Linked DNA regions of Mus musculus: regions 2, 3, 4 and 5 are each linked to region 1. The links are chromatin contacts, called in public Hi-C and promoter capture Hi-C maps. All regions are on one chromosome and are shown on one strand. The core of a region is the stretch at or near the end of the contact, and the rest is flanking DNA. Distances in the headings are between cores, read along the strand shown. Region 1 holds the start of Pim3 (proviral integration site 3). Region 2 holds the start of Gtse1 (G two S phase expressed protein 1). Region 3 holds the start of Nup50 (nucleoporin 50). Region 4 holds the start of Zcrb1 (zinc finger CCHC-type and RNA binding motif 1). Region 5 holds the start of D130051D11Rik (a long non-coding RNA gene).

Evidence for each region. Promoter capture Hi-C pulls out the DNA fragments that hold promoters and counts their contacts. Hi-C and Micro-C count contacts between places; a contact is called where the count stands out from the background.
Region 2: a promoter capture Hi-C map of embryonic stem cells shows a contact between it and region 1, with 4 times the contacts expected there. The contact joins the promoter of Gtse1 here to the promoter of Pim3 in region 1. A contact is called at or near these places in 1 of 39 promoter capture datasets (embryonic stem cells), 1 of 115 datasets of contacts at active chromatin or transcription factors (large pre-B cells) and 1 of 9 other capture datasets (embryonic stem cells).
Region 3: a contact with region 1 is called in a promoter capture Hi-C map of cranial neural crest. The contact joins the promoter of Nup50 here to the promoter of Pim3 in region 1.
Region 4: a contact with region 1 is called in a Hi-C map of B cells, with 6 read pairs. The contact joins the promoter of Zcrb1 here to the promoter of Pim3 in region 1. A contact is called at or near these places in 1 of 39 promoter capture datasets (pre-B cells) and 1 of 484 Hi-C or Micro-C datasets (B cells).
Region 5: a contact with region 1 is called in a promoter capture Hi-C map of pre-B cells. The contact joins the promoter of D130051D11Rik here to the promoter of Pim3 in region 1. A contact is called at or near these places in 2 of 39 promoter capture datasets (cranial neural crest and pre-B cells).

Annotation. Positions count from the first base shown.
Region 1 is chr15:88,858,842-88,863,450 of GRCm38.p6, forward strand. It overlaps Pim3 (proviral integration site 3), which reads left to right and starts at 3,353. Exons shown (of 6, transcript NM_145478.2): 1 at 3,353-3,911; 2 at 3,997-4,106; 3 at 4,200-4,250; 4 at 4,338-4,609. The coding sequence starts at 3,827. Gm33049 reads left to right here. Exons shown (of 3, transcript XM_006521646.3): 3 at 2,992-3,665. The coding sequence ends at 3,639.
Region 2 is chr15:85,856,812-85,861,465 of GRCm38.p6, forward strand. Gtse1 (G two S phase expressed protein 1) reads left to right here and starts at 2,896. Exons shown (of 12, transcript NM_001168672.1): 1 at 2,896-2,983; 2 at 3,193-3,284. The coding sequence starts at 3,260. It overlaps Ttc38 (tetratricopeptide repeat domain 38), which reads left to right. Exons shown (of 14, transcript NM_001033337.4): 14 at 1-2,011.
Region 3 is chr15:84,921,151-84,925,576 of GRCm38.p6, forward strand. Nup50 (nucleoporin 50) reads left to right here and starts at 2,278. Exons shown (of 8, transcript NM_016714.2): 1 at 2,278-2,500.
Region 4 is chr15:93,396,061-93,400,817 of GRCm38.p6, forward strand. Zcrb1 (zinc finger CCHC-type and RNA binding motif 1) reads right to left here and starts at 2,274. Exons shown (of 8, transcript NM_026025.3): 1 at 2,103-2,274; 2 at 1,110-1,195. The coding sequence starts at 1,193. It overlaps Pphln1 (periphilin 1), which reads left to right and starts at 2,290. Exons shown (of 9, transcript NM_175363.4): 1 at 2,290-2,401.
Region 5 is chr15:85,632,717-85,637,694 of GRCm38.p6, forward strand. It overlaps D130051D11Rik (a long non-coding RNA gene), which reads left to right and starts at 1,880. Exons shown (of 2, transcript XR_003951642.1): 1 at 1,880-3,319.

The sequences.
Region 1 (4,609 bases), core at 2,103-4,602:
GACCCTGGGCCTACCTAGGGGGCACTTGGGCAAGAGCCCTGGATGTAGATGAGATCTGCCAGGAGGTGAAGACTCAAGGGAGTCTGAGGGCACCAGGGCAAGCAGCTTGGGGAGACTGTGGGAGGTACCCCATCTTGCCCTCCCCTGTAATACTGAAGGTCTGTAGAGTGTTTGAATTGTGTTTTTGTGGGCCTGTGTGTGGCATGTTGTTTAAGGACAGTTACTTTTTTTGTGACTAGGTTTGTAAGTAATATGACTCTCTCTCTCTCTCTCTCTCTCTCTCTCTCTGTGTGTGTGTGTGTGTGCGTGTGCATGTGTGCTTTTGTGTGTGTGTGTGTGTGTGTGTGTGTGTGTGTATGTACTCTGAGGCCCTGACCATCCTCCAATCCATCATCTCTCCTTTTCTACCAGGAAAAGGACAGCCTGGCTCTTGTCACCACAGCAACAACACAGCCCCTCCCACCATCAGGACAGAGTGACCTGGTGGGGCTGGCTGTTCGTTCTCTGTACCCACTGCAGGGCAGGAACGGCTGTTTCCAAGGCTGCATGTAGATGGGGACAGCAGGGTGGCTTGGGGTGTGTGTGTGAGCAAGTGACCCTCTGGTGGAAGCGATCCTGCTCCAGCAGCCCTCTCCTTGAGTAACCCCTGGTTAAGACGGGAAGGCAGACAGGCGGGATGCGTGCTCCTCTAATGTCACATTCATCTGGACCCAGAGCATCCTTTGAGTGGAGGGAAGGCAAACAACAGGGCATGGGCATCTGCAGCAGGACCATTCTCTTCTGTAGGAGATCTCCAGCTCTGCTGCCTATGGGATCACTGACCTGTGAGGGCCAGAGCTATTTTTAAGGTTTACTGGTTGGGCTTTCCAAGAACCAGGAAAAAAACAGGCGGAGGACTGGTACCCAGTACAGTAACTGGTTACAGGTGTTGAAACCTGTGGAGCAGGGATGGCCTAAGGTCCACCTTCTAACAGGCTGGGAGCGGGGACAGGGCAGGTAGACAAGGGCCAGAAGCCATGGGTTTCAGATTCAGTCCAGACTCCCATGCAAATAGGGAATAGGCTCCACAGACAGAGCCTCTATTTGATAACCTAATTAATAGGCTGATGGGGTAGGTTATGCCCATTGCTGGTAGGGGGTGGGGCAGGATTATTTGGGGACACAGGGATTTCCAAATGCCTGTCCGGAACAGATGCATGGATAGCTGTTTAGATAAAGCCTCTTACCAGACCTTTCTTCAGGCCAAATGGAATATGACAAGACCCCCCCACATGTTGGATGTATGATTCCTGGGGGTGAGAGCCATGGCCTATTCTGATAACATCACGGGGCTTAGAAGGTTTGGGGTCCTCAACACACACACGGGCCCACAGAGTAATTGATCTACCACACAATAAAGATAAACCCCCACCCCCAAGTCCTCTAGTACAATGAAGGGGTCTCAGCCTACCATGGAAGGGAGGAGAGAGGAGCTATGAGTGACAGCACCATAAGGTAAGTTAGTATGGGAAGATTCGAGGTGTCAGGAGCACCCCTCAGAAGTTTAGGGACCAAGGATAGGGGGGTCCTTTCTGGTCCTGGTCTCCCAAGGCCAACTACAAGAGGAACTAGCCAGGGTGAAGGCCAGGATGATCTGGAATGAACCCGCTTAGAAATTCACTTGGGAACCAGGTGGTGGTGGAACACATCTTTAATCCCAGCACTAAGGAGGGAAAGGCTGGTGGATCACTGAGTTCAAGGTCAGCCTGGTCTACAGAGCAAGTTCCAGGACAACACAAAGAAACCCTGTCTTAAAAAACAAACAAACAGGAGAGAAAAAAAAAAAGAAAAGAAAATCACTTGGGAGCCGGTTGGTGCTGGTACACACTTTTAATCCCAGAACTGGGGAGGCAGAGGCAGGAGGATCTCTATGGGTTTGAGGCCAGCCTGGTCACATGCTGGGTGAGGGTCTCTAGGGAGACACCAGGGAACCCCAGCCATTCTTCACCATTGAATTTACTACCCACCTAGACAGTTCTCAAGGATCCCTCCCTCCCTCTCCCGAAAGACTGGGGTCCAATACAACCAGATTGTCCTGGCCAGGAGGAGCACAGGCCCTGTTGGGTTCTTAGCTGGTCCTTTGAAAGCACCCACAGGCAGACAACCCCCGCCCCTCCCCCACACCTGAGCAGGTACCCTGTAAACCCTGCTGATAGCTGGTATGGAAAGCTTTGTTCTTGGCAGATGTGGTCAGCTCCTGGAAAGCATGTTAGGAGACAGCCAGACAGAGCTCCAAGAACCTGAGACCTATTCCGAGGGCCTGAGTGTGTCCAGACTGTTGAGGGTCTAGGCCACAAAGACAGAAAGGGGGTGAGGAAACCAGGTGGGCCCCAAATAGTGTCAAGGCAGTAGGCGCCTCAGAAAGGTTCCAGAGAGAGAAAGTGTGGATTGCGGTGTTAGTGGAGGAACATGGATAAGCCAGTGGGAAGCCAGGCTCCAGATCCCCCAAGTAGTAGCAGTTCAGGAACGACAGTTGAATCGTTTAGACATCAAACTGAAGTCCAGGGAGCAATGGCTCTCAACTCATTCTCACCCAGCTATGACAGATGACAACTCCAAGTCCTGGGTTGCTCTTGGGTCAGTGACTTAGCCAGGGGTCAACAACAGTTGAGTCTAATTTCACTGGTGTCTTAAGGTATAGGTAAAAAGGACACAGGGAGACTGCTGTAGGCTGTGTCTACTTGAGCTGCTCAGGACGGAACTATGGGCATAATAGTCATCAACAAAGGACCTTTGGTAGTTGTGAGCAGCTAAAGGGACACTTTGTCAGATGGCCTTAGAGCAGAGGGACAAGTTCCCAGGAGGGAGGATCTAGGGTTTAGGAGGCTCTCATAAGTACCCAGCTAGGAGCATGAGATCTGAGCCTAGCTGATGGGCGAACACTCAAGGTGTGCTCCAGGGAGCTGAGGCTGGGTTGAGAGGTCTGAGGGCAATGCTTTCTCTGTCGCCCAGCCACGTGCGCATCGTGGCGCGCGAGCAGCGGGTGACGCACACAGAGCTAGTGTCAGCGTAGGCCTCAGGGCCGCACGACTGTCCTCCCGGACTTCCGCTTCTCAGAGGGGGCCGACTCCTCGCACACCCCCAGCCACAAACGCCCACGAAGAACGAGGGAACAACACGCGTAACTCGCGGAGCCGGAGAGTGACCTTCCTCAGCGCGGCCTGGGGGGCGAGGCTCGGAAGGCCCCGCCCTACGCTGCCATTGGCTGAGTCCCCGTGTCCTTTCAAAACCTCGATTTTCATTGGCTTATGCGGCCCCGCCCGCGCTGCCGGAGACATAAGGGGGCCGCCGCCCGCGCGCGAGCTGCGCGTGCGCAGGGCGGGTGAGAGCGCCGTGAAAGCCGCGGAACGCCGTGCACCTCCGCGACTCTACTACGGCAAGCTAGTCCGGACGGGTCGTCGTCCCCGCGCGCCACCAGCCCTTGGTGAAACGACAGGGAGCGTCCGGCTTCCCCAGCACCGCCCTGCGAGACTCAAAACAGCCACACCGCAAAGCGAGCCTCGGGCGGAAGGAGGCGGAGCTTCAGGCGGCCCCGCCTCCGCGGAAGGATACACATCTCCGTGGTCCAAAACCCCGGGGCGAGGCGGCCGGGGCGTGTGAGCTGCTCGGCCAGCTGCCGTCTACGCGCTTTCGCGCGGCCACCGGGCAACTGCGCCGCGCGGCTGCCCCGCTGAGCGCTCGGCCTCGGGGCCGTGGGATCCGCCGCGCTGTCTGCGGTCAGGAAGACCGCCCTCCCGCGTCCTTGCCGGACGGGTCAGAGGCGGCACCGCACGCGAGGCCACCCGCGATGCTGCTGTCCAAGTTCGGCTCCCTGGCGCACCTCTGCGGGCCTGGCGGCGTGGACCACCTCCCAGTGAAGATCCTACAGCCAGGTATGTGTGGGGACCAGGGAGGGGGCCTGGGCGGGGGCCGGGGGGTGGCTTTGGGTCATCATCAACCCGATTGTTTGTCCCACAGCCAAGGCTGACAAGGAGAGCTTCGAGAAGGTGTACCAGGTGGGCGCCGTGCTGGGCAGCGGCGGCTTCGGCACGGTCTACGCGGGCAGCCGCATCGCCGACGGACTCCCGGTGAGTCGTGGCTCCGGGCGCACCCGCGTGGACGATCGCCACGCTCGGCCGCCCGTCTGACCGCTCGCGTGTCGCCCCCTCTTTTCCCCGCAGGTGGCTGTGAAGCACGTGGTGAAGGAGCGGGTGACCGAGTGGGGCAGTCTCGTAAGTATGCGGGTGCGGGGCGTGCGGGTGCGGGGCATGCGGGTGTGGGTTGCCTTGGCTTTGTCCGATGACCGCCTTGTCCCCCAGGGCGGAGTGGCCGTGCCCCTGGAGGTGGTGCTGCTGCGCAAGGTGGGCGCGGCGGGCGGCGCGCGCGGCGTCATCCGCTTGCTGGACTGGTTCGAGCGGCCCGACGGCTTCTTGTTGGTGCTGGAGCGACCCGAGCCGGCACAGGACCTCTTCGACTTCATCACTGAACGAGGCGCCCTGGACGAGCCGCTGGCGCGTCGCTTCTTCGCGCAGGTGCTTGCCGCTGTGCGGCACTGCCACAATTGTGGGGTCGTGCACCGCGACATCAAGGA
Region 2 (4,654 bases), core at 1,646-4,145, 3.0 Mb before region 1:
GCTATCATTTTCAGGTGCCTTGAACATTGTATTTTCTTGTTCTGAAGTCGGCAGGCAGCGAAGAGATGTGGCCAGGTCAGCTGGGAGGTCTAGAAGTCTATGTGTGTGCACATGCGCACGCACTCGTACACACACACACTGCACTAGTGAATCCTTTCCATTTAGTTTTCCTTATATTCTGCACAGGTCCTGCTGTCCCATTTCCCTGGGGAGGATTCCAGAGAGCTGCCTGGGGTCCCAGTGAGCAGGGGCATTTCCTTTCTGGGGGGAGGGTATCCTGTCTCGTTGGCTTTGGTTGTCAGCCCCAGACAACTGCACCTGCCACCGTCCCCAGAGACGAGGGGAAGAATGCCTTCTGCCTCCCTGGGGGACTTGGTGGTGCCAACTGGAGCTTCTCTTTAGACTTCACTTGGGAGTAAATCTTGAGGGATGTGGCTTCCTTGGCTAGCTCCGATTCTGCTCCTGAGAGTGGGTGTGAGACCCTCAGCTGTCTTAGTCGGGGTTCTATTGCTGTGAAGAGACGCCATGACCAAGGCAACTCTTACAAAGGAAAACCTTTATTTGGGGCTGGCTGACAGTTTCAGAGGTTCCGTCCATTATCATCATGGTGGGAAGCGTGGCGGCATCCAGGCAGGCATGGTGCAGGAGGAGCTGAGAGTTCTGCATCTTGAGCTACAGGCATCCAAAAGGAGACCATCTTCTTGCAGCCAGCAGGAGGGTCCCTTCTGCACTGGGTGGAGCTAGGCCCTCAAAGTCTGCCCCCACAGTGACACTCTTCCTCCAACAAGTACACACCTCCTAATACTTGTCACTCCCTAGGAGGCAGAGGCAGGCGGATTTCTGAGTTCAAGGCCAGCCTGGTCTACAAAGTGAGTTCCAGGACAGTCAGGGCTATACAGAGAAATCCTGTCTCGAAAAAACCAAAAAAAAAAAAAAAAACCAAAAAACAAACAAACAAACAAACAAAAAAAAAAAACAAAAACCAACTTGTCGCTCCCTATGAGCCAAGTGTTGAGTCCATGGGGACCAAACCTATTCAAACCACTACACCAGCTTAGGGCTGCTCTGCTGTGGCAAATAACCAGATAAGTGACATAGCCATCACGAGGTTTAAGCCCATCTCCTGCTTCTGTGACAGGGACATCCCTCCTGGAAGTTGATGCAGTTCCTACTTAAGTAGGGACTGATGGGCAGGTGGGAGTGGGGAGTGGGTTGGAGGTCTCCAAACCAGATCTTTGCTTAGCCTGCTCAGAGTCCCTGCAGTCTGCTGAGGACTGGACAGGTTTTGGGCATTCATTAAAACAATTGGTCCCGTTGACTACCCTCTCCTATGGGAACCTCTGAGCAGCTCCCAAGTGCCAGGTTTGGGTTGCGTCCTAGGGAGATGGGCTTCTCTAATCTTAGCTGGATGAGGCAGCAAGTCAAGAAATTGTGTAATCGCCATAGGATTTGAAGAGGTACTGTCTCCATATCAGGGAGCCTGGGGACAGGTGCCAAGGGGGAACCTCCTCATTAGTCCTCATTATGTATATGATTCCAAATAATACATGATTCAGCCAGAAGCGGAGTCTTGCTCTCTGTCTCTTTCAGAAAGCCTTCCACCCTGCCTGTGGGCTGGTGACAGTGCCTTCTCTTTGCCCCATAGCCCTTGGCACTTGCCCTTGCTATTGAACCACTTTGTGCTGTGATCTCTGGTATTCAATGGCTTCCATTGAATGCCTTGTCTGTAAAAGCTGGTATGTGTAGGCTTTCATGAAAGAAGGCATGCATCTGCCAGGGACAGGCGACTGATCTTAAAGGGAAATGTGTATGCGTCTGGAGAGATGGCTCCATGGCTGAGCACTTGCCGTTCTTCCAGATGACCAGAGATCAGTACCTAGCGCCCACGTAGAGCCTGTAAATCTAGCCTCAAGGGACCTGACACTCTCTTCTGGCCTCTGTAGGCACTTGCATACCTGTACATACGCACACGTCGGCAAAAAAAATAAAATAAAAATATTTTTAAAGCCAAGAGAAAATGTAAATAGCAGTGAGTTACTATGGGTATGCTTTCCTGAACATCTACTATGACCTGATATGATACAAAGAGAAGTGTTGGTGAACTTTACTGCCCAGTGGATAGCCCCAGGGATGCAGGGATTTCATGCACAGGAGCTAAAGGCTTGGACCACAGATGTGACTGCCACCGTGGTCTTGCGCCCCCCCCTCCCGCCCCCGGTGTGAATCAGAAAAGCCTGGCCCTTAAAATTCCAGATACACAGAACCGGTCACCATCCCCAGCCGGTGGGAACCTTGGGTCCGACGAAGCCAGCTTGCCTACTAGTGAGCCAGACCTGGCCGATGTGTAGAGACGACATCCAGACTTGATGGCCTTCTTGATGGCTATCCAGGCCAACCCTGGACTTCCTTGAACCAACAGACCTTGAAGCCAGTTTCCTGCTCATTGCTATCCAAAGGCATCTAACATATTGGCAGCAAAGAAGTGCTAAGACCGGCTCTGTCACTCTTCTGCATTTGAGGGAAAAGGGAGGGCCTGCACACCAGAGTACAGGAGAGAGGCCTTAGGCTGCAGAGAGTACCCGGACGCATGAGAAATACTGGAGATACCAGGACAAGCACCGGAGAGAGTCGGGACAAATTCCTTCCTAGCTGCCTGACCATCTCCTATGCCCCACCATCACCGCCTCGGTCCCTTTTGCTAGCACAGCCACAGGCGGAACGCTTAAATCCTTTCTGTGTCTCCGGAGGAGGAGAGTCATGGGAACTTCCGGTGGGAGTTTCCTGCGCCCAGCGGAGCCAATCCGTGGCTTGGAGTCTTGGGCATTGGTCTTGTACATCAGCACTCTGACTACATTTCCCAGGCTGCACCGAGAGCGTCTCCTGTTTAAACAGGCCAATCGGCGGCCGGCGGAGCCGGGCGCCGCGTTTAAACCGGTGCCGGAGACCCAGCTGGATTTTATGCCTTCCCGGTCAGAGGCGAGGGGTAAGGAGTGGTCGTAGCGCTGGTCCCGGAGAGTGGGGAACCGGGTCCCGAGCCGCAGAGATCCGGGGAGGACGGGCTGCGGTGCCAGCTCTGCAGCTCAGAGCCGGAAATCCGTTACCCCGCCTCGGGGCGCACAGTCTGGGAAACCGGGAGCAAGTTGGGGCTTGCCTCTGACTTGCCTAATTCTCCCGTCCCCTTGCTTCCTGCAGCGAACTCTGTGGAAGGAGGAGACGGCCGCGACGTGCCTTCGGCCAACCAGTGGAGAGAGAGGTGAAGATGGATGCTGGTAGTAAAAAAGAAGGTAAGTCCTTTCTGTTCGTAAGGCTGTTCTGGAGTGTATTCCTTTTCACCCCAAACAAAATAGAGAGGGCTACAACAGATCAAAGAAACGAAGTCTGGATTGATAAGCAAATAAATTTAACTGAAGTTACTTACAAGGACATTAGCAATTCATAGCTCCACCACCAAAGAAGCCCCTACAACATCCCCACCCACTTTTTAAAACCACTTATGTAATCTTAAGAGGGGCCTCCCCCCACTTCCAGAAGGGCTTTAAGTGGGGGTCTTAATCTTGTGAGGGTCTCCTGTGGTTAATCACAGTTGCTGTGCTATCAAAATGGCAACAGCTTTCTCTTGCACTGAGCGCAGAGTCCCTCACTCCACCCATTCCCCTGTGGTTCATTCTTTTCTCCTCCACTGACTTACTTTGTTTGCTTTTCCTTTCTTGCTTGTTTTTTTGAGCCCTCACTTTGTAACCCGGAACTCACTCTGTAGTCCAGGCTGGCCTTGAATTCATCGAGAGCCACCTTCGGAAGCCTTCTGAGTGCTGGCAAATTCTTTGAAAAGCAAGACTTGCTACGTGGTGGCTGCACACGCCTTTAATGCCCCAACTGCAGAGGCAGGCAGATCTCTTGAGTTTTATTTCAAGGCTAGCCTAGCCTGGTCGACAGAGTGAGTTCCAGAACAGTTAGTTCTCTTTGTAAACCTACACAGTGAAACCCTGTCTAAAAGAGGGGAGGAGGAATCTTTACGATGACTTGGTTTGTGTGTGTGTGTGTGTGTGTGTGTGTGTGTATGTGTATGTGTGTGTTTGGGGGTGGTAACCAAGGTGTGCAAGCACCTGAGGGTCCCAGGGCTTGAACTCAGGTCATCAGATGTGGTGGGAAGTAACTTTGCTCCCCTGAGTCTTAGAGGGTTGATGTGGGTTTACAATTATTTTCTCCCTTTTAGGGCTGAGCACTGGGCCTTTGCACCCTATCAGGTTATGTATCCTCTTTGACACCTTAGGAGACTGCTTAACACAGTGATGCCCATTATAAGAAGCACCTCTAATGACCTAGGCTGGCAGCCCAGTCCAGTAATTTATGAGCATAAACATAAAGGTTTAGAATGCAACTTAACCAGGCTGTAACGTGCATCCTTAATGAAGCCTATGACCTTCCTCCACCTTAGGATTTTGTCCTGAATTATGTAGGTTCCCTCCGGTGAAGCAGACCTTTAAGTACTACTGGGAAGTGGCTGGTCTGTGAGAGAGAGCTGAATAAATCCACAGTTGGTTCAACCAAGGCTATGCTAGGAATGTGGATAGGCAGAGCAAAATTTTTGTTGGTGGTTTTGGTTTAGGTTTTGGGGTTTTTTTTGTTTTTGTTTTTTGTTTTGTTTTCTTTTTTG
Region 3 (4,426 bases), core at 1,028-3,527, 3.9 Mb before region 1:
GTCATTGTTTTCATTTTACCAAGTGGTGCTGCTTGCTGAGTTTCATGGCCTGAATGGTACCACCATCAATGGAGTCTGTTGTGTTAACGTCCGGGATCCTGTTATGGAGGGTTGTGAGCTGTCACGTGAATTCTGAGAACTGAACCTGGATCCCCTGAAAGAACAAGTGCTTTTAAACACCGAGTCACTCCAGTCTGCTCAAGGCTCTTATATTAAGTGGCACAGTATTCACATGAAGTATTTTACTTGCAGGTTTTGCTGTTGGAGAGAGGATCTCACCTGATCCTTCAACATGGCCTTGAACTTGCAATCATGTCCCAGTTCCTAGATTACCCAAACTGCCTATAACCTGAAAGAATTCCGGGCAGGTTTCACACGGACATCTCACTCCAATGAATTCGGCTTGCAGCTAGGTTTTTGTTCCTCAGTACTGAGTGGTGGAATTAAAGGTGTGGACTACTACTTCCAGTTTACTTAGGTTTCCTTTTGCAGTACTACGGCCTCACAGGCGCTAGGCAGATACTTTACCACTGAACACCCCCAACCCTTTCTGGTTCTTCATTTGGTTGCTTTTTGGTAGTTGTGTTTTTGTTTGCTTTTGAGACAGGGTCTCAATATGTGAGGCTGGCCATCTTGGAACTATGAAGATCAAGCTAGCCTGGAATTCAGAGATCTGCCTCTGTACTGGGATTTAATCAAGTACTGGGATTAAAATGAGCACCACTATGACCAGCCAGTTTTGTATTTTTATTTATTTTTGGGAGAGGGTCTAAGTTGCTCAGGCACGCTCAACATAGATTTGAATTTTATCTGTGGCCCAGAATAGGCCTTAAAGTTTTGATTCTCCTGCCTCAACTGTCTGAATAGCTGTGATTGTGGGTCTGGTCTGTATTAATGAGGATCTTCTTGTTACTCTGGCTGGCCTGGGCTGATCCTCTTGCCTCAGCCTTCCAGTAACTGTGACTTTAGTTGAAAATGCCCATGACCTGACTGACTTCAGATACTTAAATTATCTCTGGAGTACTTATAGCACTAAATATGACGTTAACGACATAGCTGAAATGTGTAGAGAATGACAAGAAAAATACCTTGCATGTATTTAACACAAATTTTCAGAAGACACTTCATTGGCAGTCAGTTGAATCAAGAACAAATGTGTGCATTAAATGCGATCTGGCTTTTTCTCTTTCACTCTGCTGGATCTGGGGGAACTGAATTTAGGGCTTTCCTCGTGCTAGCCAAGTACTCTACCACCGTGCCAGCTAGTCTCCTTTTGCAGTTCTTGCAGATCGATGGATGAAACACCCTGAAAATAAGGGACTTGACTTCTCCCTTGGAACCCCCTTTGTCCTCTCTCAAAAGTTTGGAACTATTGCTCTAGAAATGCTAGTTTCTCTGAGACCCGTTTCCGGATGGTTAAGGATGGGTCTGACATTCTGGTTCACATTCTCGTTAAAACTCAAGCAGAAGAATTAGACCAACCGGAATCCCTTCTTAAACAACTGAACCGCTTTAGAGTGCTGTAGTCAGCTAAAAGCACACAAAACACGAGTCCTGGTCCAGGACGCATACGGTTCGTCCCGCAGCTGAATCCCTCCGGGGACTTCATCTCCTGTGGGCCCTAGCTGGTCCTGCAGCTTGGGGCAAATTTACAGCTCCCAACGAGGAAATCTGTGGACATCTATCATAAAGCAGCAATTGGGGCAGGTGACCTTTAGAGTCCGTCCCGCAGGGCTCTCCAGCCCCATGTCGGGAAGAGCTACCACAAGCTTCCAAGTCTCCGCAGACTGAGATCCACCCTCCCCAAGGCCCGTCCACGTGAGAATCACGTTGCACCCGCCTCGTGCTCCCCCCAGATCCACGGCCAGTCTCCTCAGCCACCCACCACACCATCGGAGGCCTCCAAAGTCACTGACCACAACGCCTCCCGCTAGTGTCTCGGCAGCGATTGGCGCGCGAACCTCCTCAAACTGGGACGGCGGCCGACACGTGACCAACGTGCTTAACCCGCGTTTGACAGTGGCTTTGGCTCCCGGCCCGCTGCCCGCGCTCCCTGTGCGCACGCGCGAGCTCCAATGGTCCTCCCGGCGACTGTTTCTAGGGCGGGCTTGCGCATGCGCCGCGCGACCCAAGTGGCCCTCAGGAGAAGGGGCCGGCGGCGGAGGCTCCGACGCGCATGCGCAGTAGCTGGATGCGGGCGTCGCTTGCCTCTTCCCCCTCCCCCTCTCTTTTCCCTCCGATTGGTTCGGAGGCGTCCATTCGAGTTACAAGATGGCGGCCCCGGGCGCTCTCTTCACCGTTCTGTAGCAGCTTCGGGCTGAGCGGATGTCTCTTCTTGTCCTCAGTGTCGGACTCAGAGACACACGGCTCCCGAGTTCTGCTGATCACGAAGTTCCCGGAGGCGCTCGACGCACCGGAATCTCCCAGCGGCCGCGACCGCCGCCTCGGCCCTGCTCGCCGCGGCGCCGGGACTCCAGCGTGATCGGCGGCGGCAGTCAAGGTAGGTGAGGGCCGGGCAGGCCAGGAGGGCGGGGCGGCGGCCGCCTTGGCGACGCGGCGGGCTGTTTGTGAAGCCGGACCGGGCCGGGCCTGCCGGGCGAGCCGCCTGGCAGTGGAAGGCTCGGCTGAGCGCGGGCCTCGGCCCCAGCGGAGGTAGGCGGCGGTGGCAGGGCCGCCCTGGCCCAACCCTGGCTGGCCTTCGCCCCTTACATGTCGTCTCCCCGGCTGTTCGGTCCCCCGGTGCCCTCACCGAGTTTCCAGGCCGTTGGTCACCCGGGTTCGTCCAGGGCCACTTTTGAGGTTTGGGCTTTTCCGGGGCGTTATAGTGACCTCGATCGGCTCCTGGTGTTTTCCTGTGAAAGTCATCTCTTGACCGCAGAGTTGTGCGGGTGCGCACACCGCAGGAAGCGGCCCGATCGTGAATAATTCACACACACACACACACACACACACACACACCATCACCATCCCCTGTCAACACACACACACACCCCGTCCCCCGGCAACTTCCTAGCTTCATATCTTAAAAGCATTTCGTGGAGCCATTTTACCCACAAACGCAGACATTTGGCAAAGTCTTCCGGGCAGCTGTTGTAAGTCATTTATTACAGGGATTAAATTTCCCCGGTAACATATTGGTAGAAGCTTATCTAGTACGTACGAGACCCTGGATCCTGTCCCCACCGCTTTAAAAGAAAAATAAAACAGAAAAGCTTTAATAACAACAATAATAGCTGGCAGATAAGTCTCAAGTGCCAGGCCTTGTTCCAGATAATTTGCAGAGTTGTGTTTAACTATGGAATGTGAAATAAGTAGGTATTTGGTGCTTTAAAAAAAAAAGTATGTATCTCCTATGTTGGCCTTGAACTTGTTCTATGGCTTAGACTGGCCTCAAACTGTCATCCTGCTTCAGCCTCCCTCTACCATCACCCGGGTTGGTGAAATGTGTTTTAAAAGTTTAGCCTATAGTAGTAGTTACTTTTCCCTCTACAGCTTTTGAGTTTTGGAGTAAAAATAGGGGTTATTTTTGTTACTATTTTGACAGGACACTTCCTCTGTTTGAGGCACTCTTCTAAGCTATGCCATCTTAGTTTTCATAGCAGTCCCTCTGTCCCACAGATAATCATTCGCCAAACCCGATTGCCCAGGCTCGCTCAGCTTGTCCTGGAAGCTAGCAATAGCATCTTGTATTTTCTCAAATAAGTAATGCCTCGGACCACTGAATCAACAACAGATCTATGAGCCAGGTAGGTTTGGGACATTTTAGAGTCATCAGGAAACAAAACTAGAATTCCTGGCCTCTGACTCATCTGAGTAAAGTGTGAAATGGCAGCGGCAGCATTCGTTTGTTTTAGTCTGTCAGGTACTCTTTAGTTTCAAGTCTGAGCTAGACAGTTTAAATGCGTTTCCCACTATTCCTTTTGTCCACATCTTAAAACAGTAAATCTAGCAGGGTCACTGCTTACCTCTTTTGCCCTCTGGTGGTGATGTTAGGTAATGATTAGAAAAATTTCCCTAGGGATCCAGAGACCTCACCTGTGAACAGTTCTGTAAAGAACGCTATTTCTGATAAGATTAATTTTGCAGCGGTTTGGGAGAGGAGTTAAAAAGAGACGGTTCCCAGTTACTGATATTTATTAAAACTCATGCTGTATATTTTAGAATCTTCATTTTTAAAATCATTCATTCTGTAATCAGAAAACGTGCCTGTAAGAGAAAAATGTAAAAGGTTGGAATGTTTCGAAAGCTGGAGCCCTGCACGTCAGATATTGGAAGGCTTTGGAATTTATGATTTCAAACTTACTCTGTAGTTGCTAATCTGCTGTAGAGCATTAAGCGATGGGTAAGTTTGTATCTAATGACTGTTCCAGGCCTACTCTGGTGGGATGTTGTGCTGAGGGTAAATGAATGGAGAAAGTATCAGGAA
Region 4 (4,757 bases), core at 1,024-3,523, 4.5 Mb after region 1:
TAAAACCATACCAGTGAGTTACACAATCTGCCATCTGAGGACAGACAGAACTCTCACTGCAGATAATACTTTCCTATAATGAAAAAAAAAGCTTCCTGTAATGAAAAACCCATCTGCAGCCAGCAGTGATGGTCTATGGCTGCAATCCTGGTTTTCAGAAGAGCAAAGCAAGAAGGTTTGAGACGAGCCCAGGCTACAAAACAAGACTTGATGCCAAAGATCAAAAACAAAGCAAAGATCCTTCTACTTCTATCGGTGGGTGCAGAACTCTTCCATCCTTACTTAGTATTCTGGCCTCGTCTTCCTTTTACTTCTACATATAGTTGCCCATATATTGCCCAGATCTATATTCTATAGATATATACATATCTATATGCTTATAATTCTGACTAATTATTTAATACACAGAAATAACACCCTCCCCCAAAGGCTTTTAGAAGATCCCATCATATGCAGTCTAATATTGAAATTGTGGGCCAGACATTTAGCAACATTGGATTCCGAGGTCCAGCAGTTTCCTATGGGATTATAGCTTTCTAACGGGTTCTCCATTGATTCCTTAGTTCATGTGGTACTAGGGAATCAACACAGGGTTTTGTGCACGCAAGACAAGCATCCTACCAACTATACTTCACCTCCAGCCCCCAGGTATGTTTTAAATAAGGTTATTTCTTATCATTCAGTCTAAAATCTCACCTCCAAGCCTAATTCAGTATCTCTTTTCTCTTTCGTGAGATGGGGTCTAAATTGTCCAAGCTGATCTTCCTACCTCAGCTTCCCCTGTGCTGGGGTTACAGGTGTGTGATAACTACTCTAGGCAAGTGTTCCACCACTCAAGTACAGGCGGCAGAGGAAGGCAGATCTCTGAGTTCTATGATAGCCTGTTCTACAGAGTGAGTTCTAGGCCAGTCAGGCACAGAGAAACCCTGCCTCGAAAAAACACACAAACAACAAATTCTCTTTGGGAAATTAAAACAAAATTGAAAAATTTCCCACTAAAATTTGCAGAAGATATCAACTAAAAATTTTCCCAGGGAGCAGTATTTTTGCTTAAGCTTCAGATTGTCTCTAAAGAAAGAATCCATTAGTTAGATGTACATACAACTTACCCGGTATAAATCATTGTTTGTTAGGGAGAAAGGCAAGTTGGATACATAAACTGTGCTTTTACTTGGCGCCAAGCCACCGCTCATTTCTAAAACGGAAAAAAAGGAGACATTGGGAATCTTACTCCAAGTAGAACCAAACAAGGACCATCACTGACTTAATTAGGGTAGAATTCCTCAGGCTCCATTCATTTAAAGAGATTAGAGTACCAGTGTGGGTAGGGTGTGAATTACCATATTCCTTTTCTAGCAGCGGGTGTTAAGCCTTTTAGGGCTGCGGTGCGATTGAAGAGGGGTTTTAGAGAGATGGAGAAGCCACAAGGCTATTTTTAACGCCTTCTTAGGGTAAAAGCGGAAAAGATGTTTCCCAAGGATTCGCCCACCTCCGAAAGGGACACCTGTCTACCCCGCCTCTTTTGTTCTTGTTTTTAAAAAAACTCCTGTATCTACGTCTGTATATATGGATTACTGATATAGGTAGGCCATGACGACAGAGACTCGGTTTTGTTAAGCTTGGGGTAGTTTCACATTTTGATAAAGTTCTTTAGATTTTTAAATTTCGTGCACAACCAAATCATGAAATGACACTCTATTACATGGATTACCTACTTTGAATGGGACATTAACCTGTATATTTATCAATGTGCTTAGTAATCAACGTCACTGTTAAAACTCTGCAAATTACAGGTGAAACGATCGCGTCGGTCGGCAGCAAGTGTTAAGAACCCCTATGAATGACAATGGACCCGGCACCCCGGAGGGCGCCCCGCTGGCCCAGTAGGAGGATTATTCAAAAAGCCTTAGCTAGCCAAAACCTGCTTGTCGCGTTTCCAGTTTCTCACTCTGAGAAATGCTAACCCCGGCTGGACGTTCCTGGGGCCGGAGCTGGGGTCAGGGTCGAGGCCGAGGCCGAGGCCGAGGCCGAGGCCGAGGCGGAGGCCGAGGCGGAGGCCCGGGCCGCGGCCGTCTCCTGGGCCCGGCGCCGTGGGAGCTTACCTTCGGCGCAGAGGCGAAGCGGAGAGGATGCGAGCCCGCGGCGGCTTCACCTCCGGCTGCCTTCCGCGGCGCGCAAAAGCGCGGGCGTCCGCGAACGCAGCGCGGTGCAGCGCTCCTTCCGACTCCCCCAAACCCCGACGGCCCCGGGCCGGAGGCTGGCGCGCCGGGCGACGTCACCGCGCGCGCCGGAAGTGCCTTTAGGGCGAGCGGACGTCTGGCTTCGCGGGTTTCACCGGCGGCTGAGGCGGCGGCGACAGAGGCGGCGGCGACAGAGGCGGAGGCTCAGCAGTGGGACGTAGGTGAGCGAGTGGCTCTCCGCAGAGGCGCGAGGGGCGCATGCGGCCGGCGGGCGGGCGGGCGGACGTTTCCTGCGGCGATGGAGATGTGCTTTATTCTGGACTCCTAGTGGAACCTGGAGAGGGACTCAGTGGATGCGGGAGGAAAGCGAAGTGTGGAGGAGAGTGAGACCCAGGTTCCGCTTCTCGGCAGGAGTTTAGTAAGCAAAAGGGGAGTTCTCAGCCAGGCAACTTCAGTGACGCCAGGTCAGTCAGGAAGTCTGGGTTTTTATCTTATTTTTTATTTTTTGGACCTAACCGACTCTGTAATAGGCACTTTGAGAGACGGACAAAAGAGTGCCAAAATAATCCACTTGCTGTTGAGAATGTCAGTGTGGCCGGGGAGACAAAGCCCACGTGGGGACAGTTGGAGTCACACAGTGACCCATTCTTGAGTACTGGCACGGACAGATGTTCAGCTCCATCGTCCCGTTGTTTATTACTATTTTTTCCTTTCTGAAAATATGGAATGGGTACGCACTGATTATTTTTTTGTTTTCCGAGACAGGGTTTCTCTGTGTAGCCCTGGCTGTCCTGGAACTCGCTCTGTAGACCAGGCTGGCCTCGAACTCAGAGATCCCGCCCGCCTCGCCTCCAGAGTGCAGGGATTAAAGGCGTGCACCATCACCGCCCGGCTACACTGATTATTCTTTAAGAGCTCGTCGTTTCTACAGAGAAATCCGAATGCTTATTTTGCCCGGTAGTTTAAACTTAACTTCTACCCACCAGCACGTACAGACCAGGCCTGTAACTACTCCCTGGGAACCTGCGTGTCAGCAGCCCGGAGCCCAGAGCCTGTCGTGGAGCCTGCACAATCAATCCTGACTGAAGCGGAGGGACGAAGTGCAATCCACCCAGGGCGCCGCTGAGTTTTGAGAGGCATTAATTCCTTGGCGTCCACCAAGGGACCACTGGGACTAATTCTCATGGCAAACTTGTGGCCAGCCCAAACTCCCAGGCTTCACATCCCGGTTGTGCTTGGTTATCGCCCACGATGTAAGCCCCTTTGGTCTTCTAATTGTTTGAGCCTTAACTCTCCGCGCTGTTTCGTGCTTCCTCTCGATTTGGGGGTACCACTGCTTCTCCTTCCTTAGTTCACCCTGAGCGCATCGTCTGTGCTCCTGGAATCTTATTTTGTCTGCTTAGCAAACACTTATTAGCCTTGTTTTGAAACTGTCTTGCGTTTTCTGACTCTTTAACAAAGCTGTGGCTTTTGCCTTTAAATTGAACTTTTTTTTTTTCCCCTGACATCTGGGTTTTAAGATTTGGTGTTGCTCCATCTGTATCGAATTGATTGCATTTCCTTGATTTTTTTTTTCTTTCAGTTTTTGTTCTCATTTTTCCTTTTGGTCCTATGATTTCCCTGCCTTCTACCTCTTTCTATTAATATAATCCCCATCCCCTACCCCCCATCCCCCCAAGCAGGGCCTAGAACTGGTGATTCTCTTGTTTTGCCTCAGCCCTCCTACGTTCTGATTACTGGCCTTCCTCGGGCTTAGCCCAGCTCTTATTTTTGAGTAGTCTTTCCCTAAGTTCCCAAAGTTAGGTTCTTCTAAGCCCCCTCCAGCAGGAGCCAATTGCTTCCTGATTGTGTCTTTCATCTTGAATTTAAATTAAACGCTGAGGGTGGGAGTGTTTGTTTTGCTTATCCTTGGAATGCTGCTGCTGTTTGCCGTTTTTAGAGGTTTTAGGTAGTGAGTGAGTGGGTGGCAGGATCCGGTCAGGTCATCAGCTACTTAGGAACAACAAATGGCACATGGGTAGTTTGTGTGGAGTGATTTCAATGTTGCTAGGTCATGCAGTCTATTCAAGAAATAGTTCAAATACAGCCCCCCCCCCCCCCCCGTAAATTGTCTCAAATTAAACAGAGATCTGCCTGCTTCTGTCTCTCAAGTGATTGAAGGTGTGTCCTATACCCACTCAAATACTACTAACCCCCCCCCCCCCCCATCTCAGCCTTTTGTCTGTGTAGCATCTGGCTGTCCTAGAACTCATTTTGTAGACCAGGCTGGCCTGGCCTTAAACTCAGAGATCCAACTGCCTCTGCCTCCCAGGTGTTGAGACTAAAGGTTTATATTATGCCAAACACAAGGTTTATATTTCAGATTTTTAAGTGTTTTTTCAGATAAAAGTCACACGTTGCCTATTAATTACTACTTTTAGATCTTTTAGGTGTTGGGACAGTCTGGTGATGTGTTTTTAGAGAGTAACAGCTTTGTGAACTGAGCCATGGGTATGGATGGAAATTGAAAGAGAATAGGAAGACTTTGGAGAGATCCAGGCTAGCCAGTGTGGGGCTTGAGACACAGGTAATGCTTTT
Region 5 (4,978 bases), core at 630-3,129, 3.2 Mb before region 1:
AGGGTTCAATTCTGTTGTAGCTGATTGGAGAACTTGATTCCTTTCTAAGCCTGCTGATGCCCCTTTGTTTGTGTTTATGCTATCAGCTTCACCCACTGACCCATCCATGACCCTTTGGGAGCTGTTTCTAGAATTTCTACCTTTCCTCTCCTTGGAGCAGGAGTGCACAGCAGACTGACAGCATTCCTGCTTTCAAGTCCTTGGTTACATACTGACAAGAGAAATTGCTGGGCCTTGTGGTAGCTCTGGCTTTTCCATAAAGGTTTCTGTAGCAACTACGTCATTTTGCATTCCTACCAGCAATGTGAAAAGGTTCCAGATTCTCCACATACTTGCCAACACTTTTTCCATTTTTCCATTTTTGTGCTTTTTTTTTTTTTCTGTACTTGCAACCTTAGTGTGAAGTGTTTTGTGAATTTGGTTTTTTTTTTTTCCCCTCTGTTGATTGGCCACAATGAGTATCTTGTTGGCTGTATGGGTCTTAGCTACTTAGTCTTTAAAAACATTTAAGTCCTTTGCCTATAATTAAATTAGGGATTTCATTGTTGAGTTTTAGTTCTTTATGTAATCTGGACACTAGGTATCTATTTTTTGGCTACAAGTGATTTATCACTTGTTGAAACATTGTTACCTTTTAAATGTAGAAAACTCAAAAGAGGGCCGAGCTTGGTGGCTCAAGCCTTTAATCCCAGCACTCCGGAGGCAGAGGCAGGCAGATTTCTGAGTTCGAGGCCAGCCTGGTCTACAAAGTGAGTTCCAGGACAGTCAGGGCTATATAGAGAAACCCTGTCTCGAAAAAACAAACAACAAAAACAAACAAAAAACAATAACAAAAACAAAAGAGAGAAAGAAAGAAAGAAAGGAAAACTCAAAAGAGATGGAAACAAGACGGCCTATGAGAGTTAAATAACAAAGGGGTTTCCCATCTAGGGCTGTGTGGGGCCACAAATAGGGCTATGGTCAGACCCTCACAGCAACACCAGCCACAAAAAGACAAAGGGCAAGGTAGTACTGTATAGTATTGTCCCTATTTCTGTTTCAAATATACATAGAATTATAAAAATAGAAACGTCAAAATGTTAACACTAGTGATCTTAAATAATCAGAGTGTTTATTTGTTTTTGTTGTTGTTTTTTGTGTTGTTGTTGTTGGTGTTTTTGAGATATAGCCCTGACTGTCCTGGAACTTGCTCTGTAGTCCAGGCTGGTCTCAAGAGCAGAGATTCACCTGCCTCTACCTCCCAAGTGCTGGGATTAAAGGAGTGTGCCACTACCTGGCATATTGATCAGGTTTTTAAAAATTCTTGTCAACTTTCTAAATTTTCTCCAGTAACGTATGATTTTTGAGTTGGAAAATTATAAAGTTTTTGTTTGTTTGTTTGTTTGATACTAGAATGGAAGCCAAGGTCTCCTGTCTGCTAGGAAAGGACTCTACCAACTGAGGTACACCCTTAGATCAAGAACTGGGTATTTTTAAGGTATTCTCAAGTGTTACTGCAATTTTGCAAGACTCTTTACATCACGTACACAGCCTCAAAAAAGGAAAAATCTCACGAGGAGCTTGAGGGTTACCCGTTTTCTTCCTCCTTGCCAAGATTTACAAACTCCAAGGGCAGGAAAGCTTTCAGAACAGAAAAGTCTGACTAAAACGAAAATCTGATTCAAGTGAAATGCAGCCCTAAGGTTCACAGTGACAGGCTGAGAGCCCGCCCTGAGTCTGCGCAAACTCATTTAGGCCGCGCGCAGAGGCTCCGCCTCCCGCCTGCCCGCACTAAGGTTGGGCGTGCCCGGCGCCAGGTCCCGCCCACATACCTAGGCCCCGCCCCACACGCAGGCCTCGCCCCGGAGCCGCAGCCTGCTAGGCCGTAAATTTGCATTCAGAGCTGGCCGACCCAGGGCCCGCCCACTCTGTGCTTCACTCCGCCCGCACCGCCCGCGACCCCGGAAGTCGGAGATGGTGGCCCAGTGGCTCCACCTCCAGCTGGGCAAGGCTCCGCCTCTAGACAGGGCCCCGCCTCTCAGCTGCGAACCGCGGCCTCCAAGTATGCCGCACCCTGGACTTCATTTCCGGCGCAGGCTACTTAGAAGTCACGCCCCCAGACTCGAGAGGCCCCGCCCTACGTCTACCGCGAGTCTGCTTCCGGGGTGGAGCGTGAGAGTTGTGTGTTATTTTAAGGGCTGTGGGCGCCGTGGGCGCACTTCTGCCTTTTCTGCTCCCTCTGTACCCCCTCAAGGTGTGAGCGTGGAGCTTTCTAGGTCCCTAGAGGGGGCAGGCCACGGCACCGTCTTGGCGGCGGAGTCCTGGCACCGGGAACCCGAGGCCCCTCCTACTTTAGACTGTAGCCTCCCTCTGTACCAGGAGCGACGTGGCCCTGCCGGGTGCTCAGCCCTATCCAAGAAATGCAGAGCCCAGGCTAGCCCCGCAGTGTGAACGCCCCTTTTGGAGGTCTGCAGGCCCAGAGACGAGAGCGCCTATTTGTTGACAGCCACTTTTCAGGAAGGCCCGCACATGCTTCTGATGTGCTGTCGCAGGGCTCCTAGCCACTGTGGCCAGCACTGTCCCTCCACAGAGAGACAAGTCCTTCCACACCCTGGTTCTGATTCTCTGGTTTAATCTGTTCTGCTCAGCTGGAGCACATAGTTCCTTTCCGTGGTCACCTCTCGTCGCCAGCACTGCCCCGTTCATCATTCTTTATTCCTAGCCAGAAGACTTTAAGCATCCTGGAGGTGCCTGATGTCCCCACCCCAACTTGTTCACCGAGACCATCAAATAAAGGTTCTTTAACCTTTAATAATGGCTCATACAGAGGACCCACTGTGGCTTAAAACATCATGGGGTTGCTTAATCTACTAAATGTCCTGGCTTATCAACTCAGCACACTGGAGCATGTGGTTTCCCCTGGTGATGGCCAGCGTTGAGAAAGGGTGCTTATATCGCATTATCACCAGCATGGAAGAGATCAAACTCAAAATCCCAAGTAGTGTTTCTGCTGATGCCTGTCGCTTCTGCACCATTACAAGATCAACCCCCAAATGAAACATTGTAGATTGTGCATCATTTGTGCGCTGTCTTTCTTTGTACCGGAGTCAGGAGTGGGTTGCAGAAGATGGTCTCTATGATGCCTTTGAAGAACATGGAAAAGTAGGTGATTTCCAAGCATCTGGTTTGTTGGACCAAGCCTGCCAAGCCACTCTCAGGGACAGAATGTGTATGAAAGAGACCACCCAGTGTTCTCATATATAATTTTGAAGAAACCAGCCTTGTGCACTGAGAGTGCCTCTCTCTTCTGCACCTACTGCTCTCCTTGGGATAGCCTAAGGTATCTTATTGGTTCCATAGTGTCTTTCCAGGTCTTATGTGGTGGCTGTTGGCAGCAGTGGGTACCTAGCCCTGGGCTTGAGGTTCTACCTCATTTGTTTGCAATAGTCCAGATTTTCTAGACTGAAATGTGCCTCAGAGAGGCAGCCTTACAGTGCTTTGGTTTTTTGGTTTTTTTTTTTTTTCTTTCTCCATATTAGAAGACAAAGCTTGGGAACTGGATGGGCACCTCTATAAAAAGAAAACACATGGTTTCCAAGAGAATGGCCTCTCTGGTTTTTGTTTTGTTTTGTTTTGTTTTTTTCCCACCAATTGTGGACAGAGGCACACTTCAGCCCAATAATTTCAAGTGAGTCGAGGAATCTCAACTCAGAGACCAGTGCCCCCCTTTTTATGGGAAAAAAAAAGAATAAATGTGTCTTGGGTGTGGTCCAAGGAATAAGGACTCTTGGAGCTGAACAGGACTTAGTAGGAGGGTCTAGACTACTTTTGTGCTCAGAAAATCATTCTGGGTTCCACCTAAGCCAGTATAGGGTGAGTATTTACTCCTCAGGGCATGCTAGCCACAATGCAGAGAGGCCTCGCTGATTCAAAAGAGGCTTTCAGCTCCAAACCTCTAAAGAACTAAGGTTTCCCGGGAGTTCAGACTACTCTGAGGCCTCAGGCAAGCCCTTCATCTCCTTCTTTCCCTCACTCTCTTCCTCCGTCCCTTCCTTCCTTTCTTCCATCCTTTCTTTATTTCTTCCTTTCTTGTTAAAGATTTATATTATTTTAAATTTTGTGTGTGTCTGTGTGTGTGTGTGCATGTGATTATACTCATAAGAGTGCAGGTGTCCAAGGAGGCCAGAGGTGTTGGATTCCCCAAAACCAAGAGTTAGAGACAGTTGTGAGCCATCTGATTTGGGTGCTGAGAAGCAAACTTCGATCCTCTGGAAAAGAACTATGTGCTTTTGACCACTAAACCTTTTTTCACCCCTTAGTTCTTTCTTTTTGTATGTGTGTATATGTTTCTGTGGGCCATGAGTGTGGGTATTCATGCATGTGTGTATGTGGAAGCCAGAGTCTATGTACAGTGTCCTTCTCAATCATTCCTTTTATTTTTGAGTTTTAAATTTTTGTTTACGTGTACAAGTATTTTGCCTGTATTTATGTATGCCTGCCTGCATGCATATTGGTGCACACAGAGGTCAGAAATGGCCATCAGATTCTCTAGAACTGAAGTCACAGACGTTTGTGAGCCATCATATGGGTGCTAAAAACCAAACCTGGGTCCTCTGCAAGAGCAACAAGTGCTGTAAACTACTGAACCATCTCTCCATCCCCCTTCCACTTCGTTCTTTTGAGGCAGAGTCTCTCACTAAGCTAGAACTTAGAGATTTGGCTAGGCTGGCCAGCATGCCCCAGGGAACCTCCTGTCCCTGCCTGCCCAGGGCTGGGATTGCCCATGATGCTCAGCTCCTATATATAGGTTCTAGGGATCACACTTAGGTTCTCATGGTTGCACAGCAAGGACTTTACTGACTGAGGCAGCTCCTCTTTCTTAACTTCTCTGAGCCTCAGGTTTCTCATCTGTTAAATGTGGAAAACCATATTTGTTATTTGGGATTAAATAAGACAAAGAGATAGGATCAAAATACATTGTATACTTGTATGAGTTTTT